2 separate regions of the Mus musculus genome follow, and region 2 is linked to region 1. The links are chromatin contacts, called in public Hi-C maps. All regions are on one chromosome and are shown on one strand. The core of a region is the stretch at or near the end of the contact, and the rest is flanking DNA. Distances in the headings are between cores, read along the strand shown.

The links. Hi-C and Micro-C count contacts between places; a contact is called where the count stands out from the background.
Region 2: a contact with region 1 is called in a Hi-C map of Th1 cells, with 3 times the contacts expected there. The contact joins two enhancer-like sites. A contact is called at or near these places in 9 of 484 Hi-C or Micro-C datasets (the G1E-ER4 cell line, the HL-1 cell line, Th1 cells and 5 more), 2 of 115 datasets of contacts at active chromatin or transcription factors (embryonic stem cells and hepatocytes) and 1 of 9 other capture datasets (embryonic stem cells).

The regions. Positions count from the first base shown.
Region 1 is chr3:86,632,216-86,637,889 of GRCm38.p6, reverse strand. The region is part of intron 44 of Lrba (LPS-responsive beige-like anchor); the gene reads right to left. Among named protein-coding and RNA genes, the nearest start is that of Gm31677, 83 kb to the right of the region's middle. Within about 2 kb of position 2,244, at least 42 of the 459 cell types and tissues checked have an H3K27ac peak or open chromatin away from gene starts, as enhancers often do. A contact at or near this core is called in Th1 cells, where this site is marked.
Region 2 is chr3:86,753,532-86,759,205 of GRCm38.p6, reverse strand. It overlaps Lrba (LPS-responsive beige-like anchor), which reads right to left. Exons shown (of 57, transcript NM_030695.2): 53 at 1,657-1,824. Among named protein-coding and RNA genes, the nearest start is that of Gm52625, 6.1 kb to the right of the region's middle. Within about 2 kb of position 2,710, at least 30 of the 459 cell types and tissues checked have an H3K27ac peak or open chromatin away from gene starts, as enhancers often do. A contact at or near this core is called in Th1 cells, where this site is marked.

The sequences.
Region 1 (5,674 bases), core at 995-3,494:
TACAAACTAGAATAAATTACAAAAAACAAATTTAAAATGTCAAGAAACAAAGTGTTTTGAAAATGCTAGGCAAAGCGACAAACCCCCAGTCTGAGAATGCACCAGTGATATCATATAAACAGCAAGGTGGCATCTTTGGGGTAACAAGTGTCCTGTTAGTGAGGCAGATGTAGAACTTAAAAAGTGGGAGTGTTTAAATCAGCTTTGTAAACTTATTACAGTAAAACATTATTTTACTACTTCTTCAGAAGTACTTTTGCTAATTAACAGAAATACTCCATGTAAGAGTACCCAGTTCAGATATGTCACAGAAAGTTATTCTTAATTATTTCTTTTCTGAGGTTATTTAATCAGGAATATGTAAGAAGACTGGTCATCAATCAAGCCTGATAATAAACTGGTACAAGGCAGGATGAAAGCCGCACTGTGCAGTGCTGCAGCCTCCCTGCCCCTCAGCCTCCCTCACTGCAGCCTCCCTGCCCCTCAGCCTCCCTCACTGCAGCCTCCCTGCCTCTCAGCCTCCCTCACTGCAGCCTCCCTGCCCCTCAGCCTCCCTCACTGCAGCCTCCCTGCCCCTCAGCCTCCCTCACTGCAGCCTCCCTGCCCCTCAGCCTCCCTCACTGCAGCCTCCCTGCCTCTCAGCCTCCCTCACTGCAGCCTCCCTGCCCCTCAGCCTCCCTCACTGCAGCCTCCCTGCCCCTCAGCCTCCCTCACTGCAGCCTCCCTGCCCCTCAGCCTCCCTCACTGCAGCCTCCCTGCCCCTCAGCCTCCCTCACTGCATCCTCCCTGCCTCTCAGCCTCCCTCACTGCAGCCTCCCTGCCCCTCAGCCTCCCTCACTGCAGCCTCCCTGCCTCTCAGCCTCCCTCACTGCAGCCTCCCTGCCCCTCAGCCTCCCTCACTGCAGCCTCCCTGCCTCTCAGCCTCCCTCACTGCAGCCTCCCTGCCCCTCAACCTCCCTCATAGCATCCTCCCTGCCCCTCAGCCTCCCTCATAGCATCCTCCCTGCCCCTCAGCCTCCCTCACTGCAGCCTCCCTGCCCCTCAGCCTCCCTCACTGCAGCTTCCCTGCCCCTCTGCCTCCCTCACTGCAGCCTCCCTGCTCCTCAGCCTCCCTCACTGCATCCTCCCTGCCCCTCAGCCTCCCTCACTGCAGCCTCCCTGCCCCTCAGCCTCCCTCACTGCAGCCTCCAAAAAGTCCAAAAGTAAACGCATTTTTCAAAGATCTAAGCACCTAAATAATTTATATGAAAAGCTGGAAAATATCAAAGCAACTGACAATCATCTTTTAATCAGATTAATGAAAAACTTTTGTTTTCATAGACACCTTAAAACTTCACTGACTCTTAACTACCAGTAAAAATTAGCTTTTTCTTCTTTGAATTTTGAAAACTATAACTTGAAGTTACTTAATAAAAGAATAATGCTTCCAGATTGAATTTTATAACTTATAAAACCTGATTATTTATTCACAAAAAAAATGAGATGAAGTAACAAGTAATTTAGCTCAAACTCAACTTCAGTCTTAGCTACTCAAATGTAAGATTTAAAACTCCCTCTCCACATCTTTGTCTCCATCTGAAAGTGCTGTGCTAGCAGTTGTTTTCCCTAATTTCAGTATCTGCACACTATTTTTCAAATATGACCTTTGTTCAGTAGGTTTATCTATGAGCCACATGTGTAAGGCACTCAGGAGAGCTCTGTGCAAAGCCCATCCTGTAACACAGCTGCTGTGATGTCATATGCTGGCAGCACCCTTCCTTCTTTCCTTTCGACATTTACATATGAACTGCTGCAGCTCAGACCAACCTTTCAGAAGTGACTTTCCACAAACTCTAGGAACATGTTTGTAGCTGCTGAGGCCAAGATGGTCAGGAAGAATTGGCAGGAAACCTCAGAAACCCTATCTATAGTGCACAGATTTATTCAAATGAACAAACTTCTGAAATCCACAAGTCTCAGACTTTTTAATACCTCACAGTATAAGTTTTCTTGAAAAATATTGTTAAGAAAAGAGAGCTAACGAGAGAACAGAAAGGGTCTGGAGCACGCCCCAGGAATTAAGCCTGAAAGAGTTAAAGAGTGCTACTTTGCAAAGACCCATTTTGTGGTGTACAGAGCAGTGGCAAGATGTCAACGTAGAGAAGGGTCTGGAAGGGAACACAAGAGGACCTCTATGGCTCTGCTTAGGATCATGACGGTCTCCTGAAAGCCATCTCATGCTGTCATGTACACACAGAATGATCGGAAATGCGGAATCAGCACAAGGGCAGAGCTTATCCTCTTCTAAGAGTACAGAGTGCCAGCACATAGTGATAGAGTCATGACAAAGTGAAAGCAAAACACTAGATTAAAATAGAAATACTGGTGAACCAACTGTTCCCTCATGGTTTTTATATTACAATGATATTGAGGGTAAATGTCAAAAATAACAGTAAGGTATCTGATGTACATGCACAGATGAAGGTTTGTGGTTCAGAGAACGGTAAAAGAAATGTTATGTCAAAAAAGTCAGTGACTGTTGTAATTATTTGGTTTGGGAATATTCCAGGAAGTAGTGTATGGACCCAAAGGAATGCTCCACATGACAGCAATGTTTCTATTTGTCCGATATAAACAAAGATTCTCAGAGTCATAAATAAATAAACCCACTATATTAAAAACAATTCTGTATCATCCAGGCCTATTAGCACCCTCCATTTTTGCAGGTGTAAAAACGCTGTGTCTGGGAGATATAAAATGTACCAGCAGCTACAGTCATCTGCTTACAGGCAGCAAAGAGTTAGGGCACTAAGACCAAACTACAGGCCAGATCTAGAATGGTATGTGTTGCCTGGGATAATGCAAATATTAATGATGAACTCAGATATTAAAATTCATTCATTGGAGTATCCGGTTAAAGTAAGATGCATATAGAAAGAAAAGAAGAAACGCTGGTTAGAGTAGCATGCACCTTTAATCCTAGCAGTCAGAAAGTGAAACAGATTGGCAGACTTCTGTGAATTCAGGGTCAGCCTAGTCTACACAGTGAGTTCCAGGTCAGCCAGAGCTACACAGTGAGTCTCGTGTATTAAAAAAGAAAGAAAAAAATTAAGATATATTACTTGAAATTGTACTGTATTTCTGCATGACAACATAGCTATTGTTGTATGTATGTATGTATGTATGTATGTATGTATGTATGTATGTGTGTGTGTATGTAGTATTTAACAACATATTGTTTAGGTGTTTCTTCCTATTTACTTAGTATCTGGAGAAGCACTTTAGGACAAGTTATCACAAATGGAAAATGCATATTTTTGTCTTGGGGACATTGAAACCATGCTTTAAAACAGTTTCTATCTGAAATATATACTGTAATTAATGTCTCCTATTTACTTTCCCTTTAACTTTGTTAACTGTGTACCACAGCAGCAACCCCAAATGAAAGTCAATAATCTATGTGTTTTTGAAGCTTTTTAAAGAAAACCATGGTTACTTGGTTGCATCCCATCTGCCTTGCAGAGGAGGAAAATGAACAAAGAGTCTTTGTTATTCAGGCCATAGTGTACTATAGGAAGAACAAGTGTCTTATTTTAGTTCTAGCTCTTTTGTATCTAAATGACAAATGAAACAAGCCTGGTCATCATTTTTATACAACCTTGGCTTGTAGAGTGTTTTGTCACATGCCGTATATGACAGAGATAGCTTGGCACTTATCTTCATACACCCTAGGCTTTATTTAATATTGTCAAGAAAAAAAATTCCATCAGCATGCTTCTATAGCTTTTAGAGTTAACAAATAAGCACTTTTGCTTTCAGTAGCGGGGCTATTTTTGATCCCTTGAAAACACATTATACACAGGCTTCTATGGTAAATTGAAATATATACACTATCCCTTTCAATTTAATAATGACATCTTGGGAAAAATAAAGTATTCCAGTTTACTTATGGTGCCTATGGAGAATTCAAATCATTTCAAACATTCAAAATGCTGGATTGAGGAGTGTTTACCATTACAAATCTGCTTTATCAGCTACATTAGGATTATGGGGGTTACTCTTACCAAATGTTCTTAATCTGAGCCTGAGAAAGTCGCATACACCGAGGAACATAATGTGGATGGAACAATGATAGTAATGAGCTAAAGGCCAAGAGCCCAGGAAACAAATCTAAAATCCTAAAAATAATTTATAAAAAATGTTTTAAATTATAAAAATAACAAAAACATGAGGTTCAATGTTGATAAGAATATTTATACATAAATACAACTATTCATTTTCAGAACCAACTTAAGAGCATTAAAATTAAATAATTTACCTATATATAAATCAGTGTTAATAACTCTCAATGGTTCAATAGTGTACACATAAGGTACACAGCCAAATGACAAAATTAGAAGAGGAAGAGGGACTTAAGATAATAAAAATAGGCTACTGTCCACTTGGAAAAACTATCATATTTTAAGGAAATGTTAAATATCAATATAATACAGACACAGGTCTAAGTATGTACAGTACTTGTTGTGCAAGCCTGATGCCCAAGTTTGGATCTAAGGACCCCGGTAAAGCTAGACACTATTCATGCACCTGTAACCACAGCAAACCTCTACAGAAAGATGCAGACAGACACAGAGAAGCCCTGGAAGTTCAAGAGCCAAACAATCTGGTATATACAGCAGTGAATTAGAGACACTGTAGAAAACAAGGTGAATGAAGGCTGATACCCAAGGTTGTCCTCTGTTCTCCATGTGGTAGTGCACGCACAGCCTTCTTCCACCTACCCCATGACTAAAAAAGAAGTTACAGTAGTGCAGGCTAAAACTGACAATGCACCGGGAAGCATGTGAGTTGTATCAGTAGCTGAGGAGCTACTGAGTCGGTGAGGGCTGCTGGCAAGGGCAGAGTCAATTTTCTTTAAGGTATGGGCCCTCACAGATTGACCAGGAACCTAGAAGTGTCCACACAAATAAAACTCCATTAAAAAAAAAAAAGACATGAAATTTGGAGAGGTTGGAAGTATGTGGATAGTTCAGGAAGGAGTGAACATAAATATAATCAGAATTATTGCATGTAAAAAAATTTCAAAGAATTAATAAAAATACTATATTTGTCAAAAGAACCTGAGTTGTAAAGCATTTTAGATATTACTAAGATAGTTCAAATATTAAACAAGGATACAAACTAAAATTGGGCAATAGTTTTAGGAGAGATGTAGTAATTGTTATCAGTTTAGTCAGATAATCACTAATAACTCAAAAGATGAAACAGAGGAAATCCTCGTAATTCTCATAGCTCATGGATAGCTATTGGATCATACATAAAACTAGTAAATACTAACACATTTGGAGTTGATCTTGAGCAATGAGACCTGATAGATGAATAATCAAGAATTGAAGGCTGTAACATTGATAAGCCTATTCCTGGCAAGCATGGGCAATCGAGACTGTTCTTAAGAGTCCCCAGGCTGAAGCCCTGAGACCAAATGAAAGCTGGCCACTGAAACAGATCCATTGTGGCCCTCAGTAGACTGAATGGTGCTCATTCACGGTGTGCATCTCTACATTGTATCACCTACACTGCAAAAACACATAACCTCTCCCGCTGCAAAAGGAGGGAAAAAGAGCCAACTAGATTCACAAGTACAATTTAAAATTTATCTTAGTTTCCTATACAAGGGGATATGCTATAAGATTAT
Region 2 (5,674 bases), core at 1,461-3,960, 120 kb before region 1:
CTATACAGTTCCATGCAGGAATAGCCAGTAGGGCTTTAGCTGTTTCTCAGAATACACAAGGCTGGAAACTGCGTATCATAGAGAAGGTAATCACGATGAGTGAAAAACAAAGACTCACATATCTGTCTTCGTGGGTACAAACTGCTATACATGCACAAAACGTTGTAAGGCAAGAAAAAGGCTTTCCTAAATTCTTTGAGAGACAAATAACAAACTGGTAGATTTATGTATTACCAAATTTAGGTTTGCCTGATATAATTACTCTTATATTTAGAAAAACAGGAAAAGAGAAACTGAAAGTAGTCACTCAATCTAGGAGGCCAGGACGGGAGAGGCATCAGAGGCCACCACAGCAATCAAAGGGTCATAGTATATATTTAGAAAATCCAAGCCCCCGAGTGTTCTATCCTTTTACGTTAATTGTAATTATATATAAAGCAGAGTTGTCTGTGTAAGTCAGAGATGTGCACAAAGCACACTTCCCCAAAGTACAAACACACACTACAGCTCACTCTGACCGCTGAGACTGGATTGCCCACAGTATCAGAACTTTAACTTTTTTCTATTCTATTCACATATAAGATTATCTTTGATTAAAGTCAGAAATAGGTCCATTAGATATTAACTGAATACAATGTTTGTGATCTAATGCAAAAATCTCTCAAGTGCATAAAAAGAAAAAAAATAGCTTTAAAAAAACTTTGCATTTTACGAAATAAATATTAGCATTTTTTGAACAAAGTGTTCACTGTCACACAAGTACTACCCATTTTTTTCACAACCCAGAGAAGTCAATCGAAAATGTGACAAGGTGAAATACATTTACACCCAGACAAGGTGCAGTATTCAGGTAATAACATGAGCTTTCCTTAGCCAAATACACTGCAAGCAGCTCTCAATTAAAACACGGTAAATATTTAAGAACAGTCACAGAGTCTACCTTATGAGATAGAAATCTATAGCTATTCTTACAGGAACTCTTCTCTGTTGTCATAATCATTTTAATTAAATTCTCATTTTTCAGGTGGTCCCTTTAATTGTTTTTCCTACTTCTTAATGTGTTTTTTAAAGCCATCTCTTGACTGCAGCTGTGTGCGGTTGATTTTAATGGTGGCTGTTTCCTTTTTTGCCTTCTGTGAATTACAATTTTAAATGGTTACACATTTTTTTGTTGTTGTTTTACTGCCTTCAGCAGTTTCTGAAGGAATTTAATGCTGTTGGTGAACATTTCCATTTCCCATCTGAAAAGCCAGGAGCCGATTTGAATCTTCCATATTGGCCTTTTATGACCTGTTTTATCTTTTAATATGTAAATGAAAGTATTATAAAGTTGTAGATTTCCGGAATTATAACTTTTAATTTTCTTTTTTAAAACATGAATTCAATCAACAAGAAAATATGTAATTTCTCTTTTATGTTACAGGTTATATTGTTCATGAGAACACCTCTACTTTAGCTGGTGACACTAGTGCAGCCAAGCATGGGTATAACATGAAAACAAGGGGTTCACATATGAACATGAATTATCAGTGAATTTAGAAATCAGCTACTTGGGTGATTCAGTTTCATTCTCACCATGATGGAAGAGCTTCTACCCAAGGTGCTAGTCTTCTATATGATGTAGAAAGCTCACTTTAAAAACAAGCTTGTACTTACCGCCAGGGTTATCTCCAATCCCGCTGCTCTTCCCATTCCAGTACCACAGAAGAAGAGTTGCGTCACGTGACCCCGAGAGGATGTAACAATTTCCCCCTATGTACGACTCAGAGCGAGCTAGGCAAGTGACAACATCCCAATGGCCAAACACCACTTGGATCAATTTTCCTGAAATATAAAACAATTTTTCTTTAAGGCACAATTAAAAGACAAGGCAAACTTCTATCAAATACATAACCCGCAAGACAATGCTGCCGTGACAATTCAGATCTTAGAACGTTCTGACCTGGCAGGGTTTTTTTGTTTGTTTTTAAATGCTACTTATAATAGTGAGAAAAATCAATTGAATAGTGATAAGATTTTAGAAAGGCATATGTTAAAACTATTTCAACAAATACTTGGGTATGAGGACACCATATCCTTATGAACAGCTACTATAAATTACTAAAGAATAATATTTTCTGGTTAAAGCAGCCCAGGAGAACACTTACACTGGAGCCATTTAACACTTTCTTGAGTTACTCTGTGACACAAACCCAAAGCCTGCTGACTTCCAGGGCTTGGCTCACTCGCAGTCTCGCCTGAGTTCATGATATATATGGAAGCTCTTTTGTTCTTAGGTCACCTTGAAGAGAGTTTCTACTTTTCCAAACCAGGACTCCATGGACTAACTTTTGATCAAAGTAACAGTTTATCATGGTTGCAATTCAAACCCTGCCACTCTTTCTTTGCTCTCATTCTCTGAATGATGAAACTTCCTTTGAGGTGATGATGAAATCAAGATTATAGTGGTTTAATGGGAGGACTGAGAACAGTGCATAAGAACCTAGGCAGTGTACACACAGACAGACAGGGCTTCAAACCCAGGAAGAGTGCACTTCACATAACAGTGTTAGAAACAAAAAACAAGTCCTTGGTGTGGCGATTCTGCCTGACTAACACTGTGATGTCATTTATAGACTCATCTAAAGAATTAGGTATTGCAGCCCCTCTATGTCACTCTAGTTAAATAGTTAACATTTTCCATTGAAAAGTCTAGAGTCTACAAATTACGGAACGCCTGCCCTCAATATTCAGCATGGCTTTAAAAGGAAGTGAGTCAGTAGGACAAAATTACAACTAAGATGTTAAGGAAACTGAAAAAATCATTTCAACCTGGAACATGCAAAACAATATCCAAAAGTCTAAGTTCTCAATTAAAGACTGGTATCTAAAGATACTATGTAGCTTTTCCCCTTTTCTCTCTCCCTCCCTCCCTCCCTCTCTCCCTCCCTCCCTCCCTTTGTCCCTCTCTCCTCCCCTTTCTCCCTCCCTCCCTTCTTCTTTTTTTTTTTTTTTTTTTTTTAATGTTTTTTTGTTTTTGTTTTCTGAGACAGGGTTTCTCTGTGTAGTCCTGGCTGTCCTGGAACTTGATCTATAGACCAGACTGGCCTTGAACTCAGTGCTGATATGCCATAACCACCCAGCTATTTTTCAAGGAAATAAACAAAAAAAAATTATTAAATTTAATTAAAGGAAGTATTCACTTAAAATTTTAAATTATTTATTACAATAAACTTAAGACTTATAAATGTTTCAGTTTTAGAGATGAAATAGCGTAACATCTTGTCCACCTCAGGTAGATGTCAAATGCATGTTTTCACTCGGGAGAAGCAGCTTGCAGAACCCATCACAACAACCTTAAAAATCGGACTTATTTCAACTGCAAATTACAGTTAATACGGTAAATTTTCTTGCTGCAATTAAAGCAGATCAAAGATTCAGTTAAGGCAGGTATTTGGACTGTTAAATGTGCCACAAGCTTTTTAAATGTCTTCACCCTTCTAAATTGGCACTAGAACATTTCATTTACAGAGTCAGATTATATTAGTAAGGCATATGCTAGAAAGAATTCAGTATTTTAAAATAAAGAAGTCAAAAGACCAAATCAAATATGAAATGTGTAGCAATTTTTAGTTCATTTTCAAGAAAAGATGTTTAGTAATAAATGGTCACATCATATCTTTTGCAAGGCAGAATGCAAAAGATGGGCAGCTGGCGGCATTCTCGCTGGTAATTAGAGATCATCGTGTTTTAGCTGCAGAAGGAAGCCAGGTAGGTCATATCAACATTCCGTTATTCAGGAGCAGGCTTATGTCTGTTTTGGAGTCCAGCAACTCTGTGGGGCTGTATGAGTACTATCAGCTAGGAAAATGAGGTCCACGGTACCCAGGAGGCTCAGGTCAGGAGCCCTGCTGCACTGGGAGCCTCACAAAGGGAGAGCAACTGTGTGTTCGGTAGCTGACTTAATTTCCACCAGGGCCAGGGACCAGGTAAAAAGACTTGGCTGCGAAACTGGGGTGCCTTCACAGAATCTTTGAAGATTCCCATATCCTTTCTCCCTAAGCAACTGCTCTCTCTCTTTCTCCAGCACTGTTGTGAGGAAAACTGATACTCAGTTGCTGTGGTTTCCTTTTCTTCTGAAATTTCCTGTTTTACTTTTTGCCCTGAAGCACTCAGAATTCTGAAGCTTCAACAGTATCTTCCTAGCATGCACTTGGGTGGTGCCAAGCATTAGCTCTTTTAGAAGTATACAGTACTGAGGATACATGGTTTCCACCCTCAGGGCCTTTATTGTCTGATGGGGAAGACAAACACTGAAATAAAGTGAACAGACACACAAGGGTATCAACTACTCTACGAAAAGAACAGTCTAAATGCAGTGAGTGGAGGGAAGGAGACATAAATGTTACACCAAAGGAGTTCTCGGATTTTAATCCGGCTTAGGTTTGTTCTCTACAGTGTGCAGTGCAGGCCCACTCTGGGAAACGATGCATCTATGCATCCGTGGCTTGGCTTTCCCCTCGCGGGCAGCCTAACTCTGCAGTCCCTGCTGCTCTGATATGGAGGCTTGTTACTCCCAAATAAATCACAGTATAAAGACCTGCTGCTCTTTTGGTAAATTATTTTCTGGTAATCTCATAAGTGTTCCTCGGCCTTTGTTTTCTGTTTCCTTTATTACCAGCCCACCTCTCCATGCACTAATATCAAATATTACCCCAGACACTAGAATGTTCAAATTTTCTAGTTAATGTTTTATTTGACAGCTAAGCTACAAATAAAAAAATTCCAGCGTGGGACTCTGCACGACTGCCTCTGAATGTAGCCGGAAAGAACCCGACTGCTGAGGAAGGTTGTGCTGTTGCCTCTGCTGCGCTGGCTGTACCCTGAAAACATGATTTATGTTGCAAGAATTTCCTGCTACAACCCAAGTACCCCCTCCCTAGTCTAATAAGAGAAGGATTATTTTGGCTTGTGTGCTAAAATATAATTGAATTCAACACTTGTGATGGCTTTGCTATTATATATTAACTGATTATACAAGTTTTCCATGCTTGTCTACCAAACTTAAGGAAAAAAATTGTTGATATTATCTTTTGTCATAAAAAACACAAGTTCCTATTTTCCTCACTGAAATTACTTTTAAATAAAACTAGTGGCTGAGTTATGTATACAAGAAAGTACAAGGAATGTCACTTGAGATTTCTTTTTTCTATACTTTTATAGAAAATATAAATTTTTACTTTAAGTCAGTTCTATCGATATGAAGTTTAAAATACTGTTACTTCCTATGGAATGTTTTATATACACAAAGACATGTATTTTCAACAGGGTTTTTGCAAGGTTTCTGTTGGGAGGGAGTGGGATGATATCAACTTGGTTAAGTCTAATGGAACACGGCAGTTCCACAAGGAACTTAGGGCTACAAATTACAGTGGTTTTCAAATTGACCAAGGACGGTGACACCTGCGTGAGTCAATGTGGTAAAAAAGAGAATGCTGCGTGTGAGGGCAGAAGGGCCGAGCCCACCCCCAGCCCTGGCACCATAGCTACTTAAGTTTCACTCACCTCTCTAGACCTCAGTCCCGCTATCTACAATATGGGACAAAGACCCTGTCCACCTCATAGCAATAACGTATATGCCAAAGAACTCTGTAAGTCCTAAAAACAGAGTGGACCCAGGAATTATGTGAGTTAT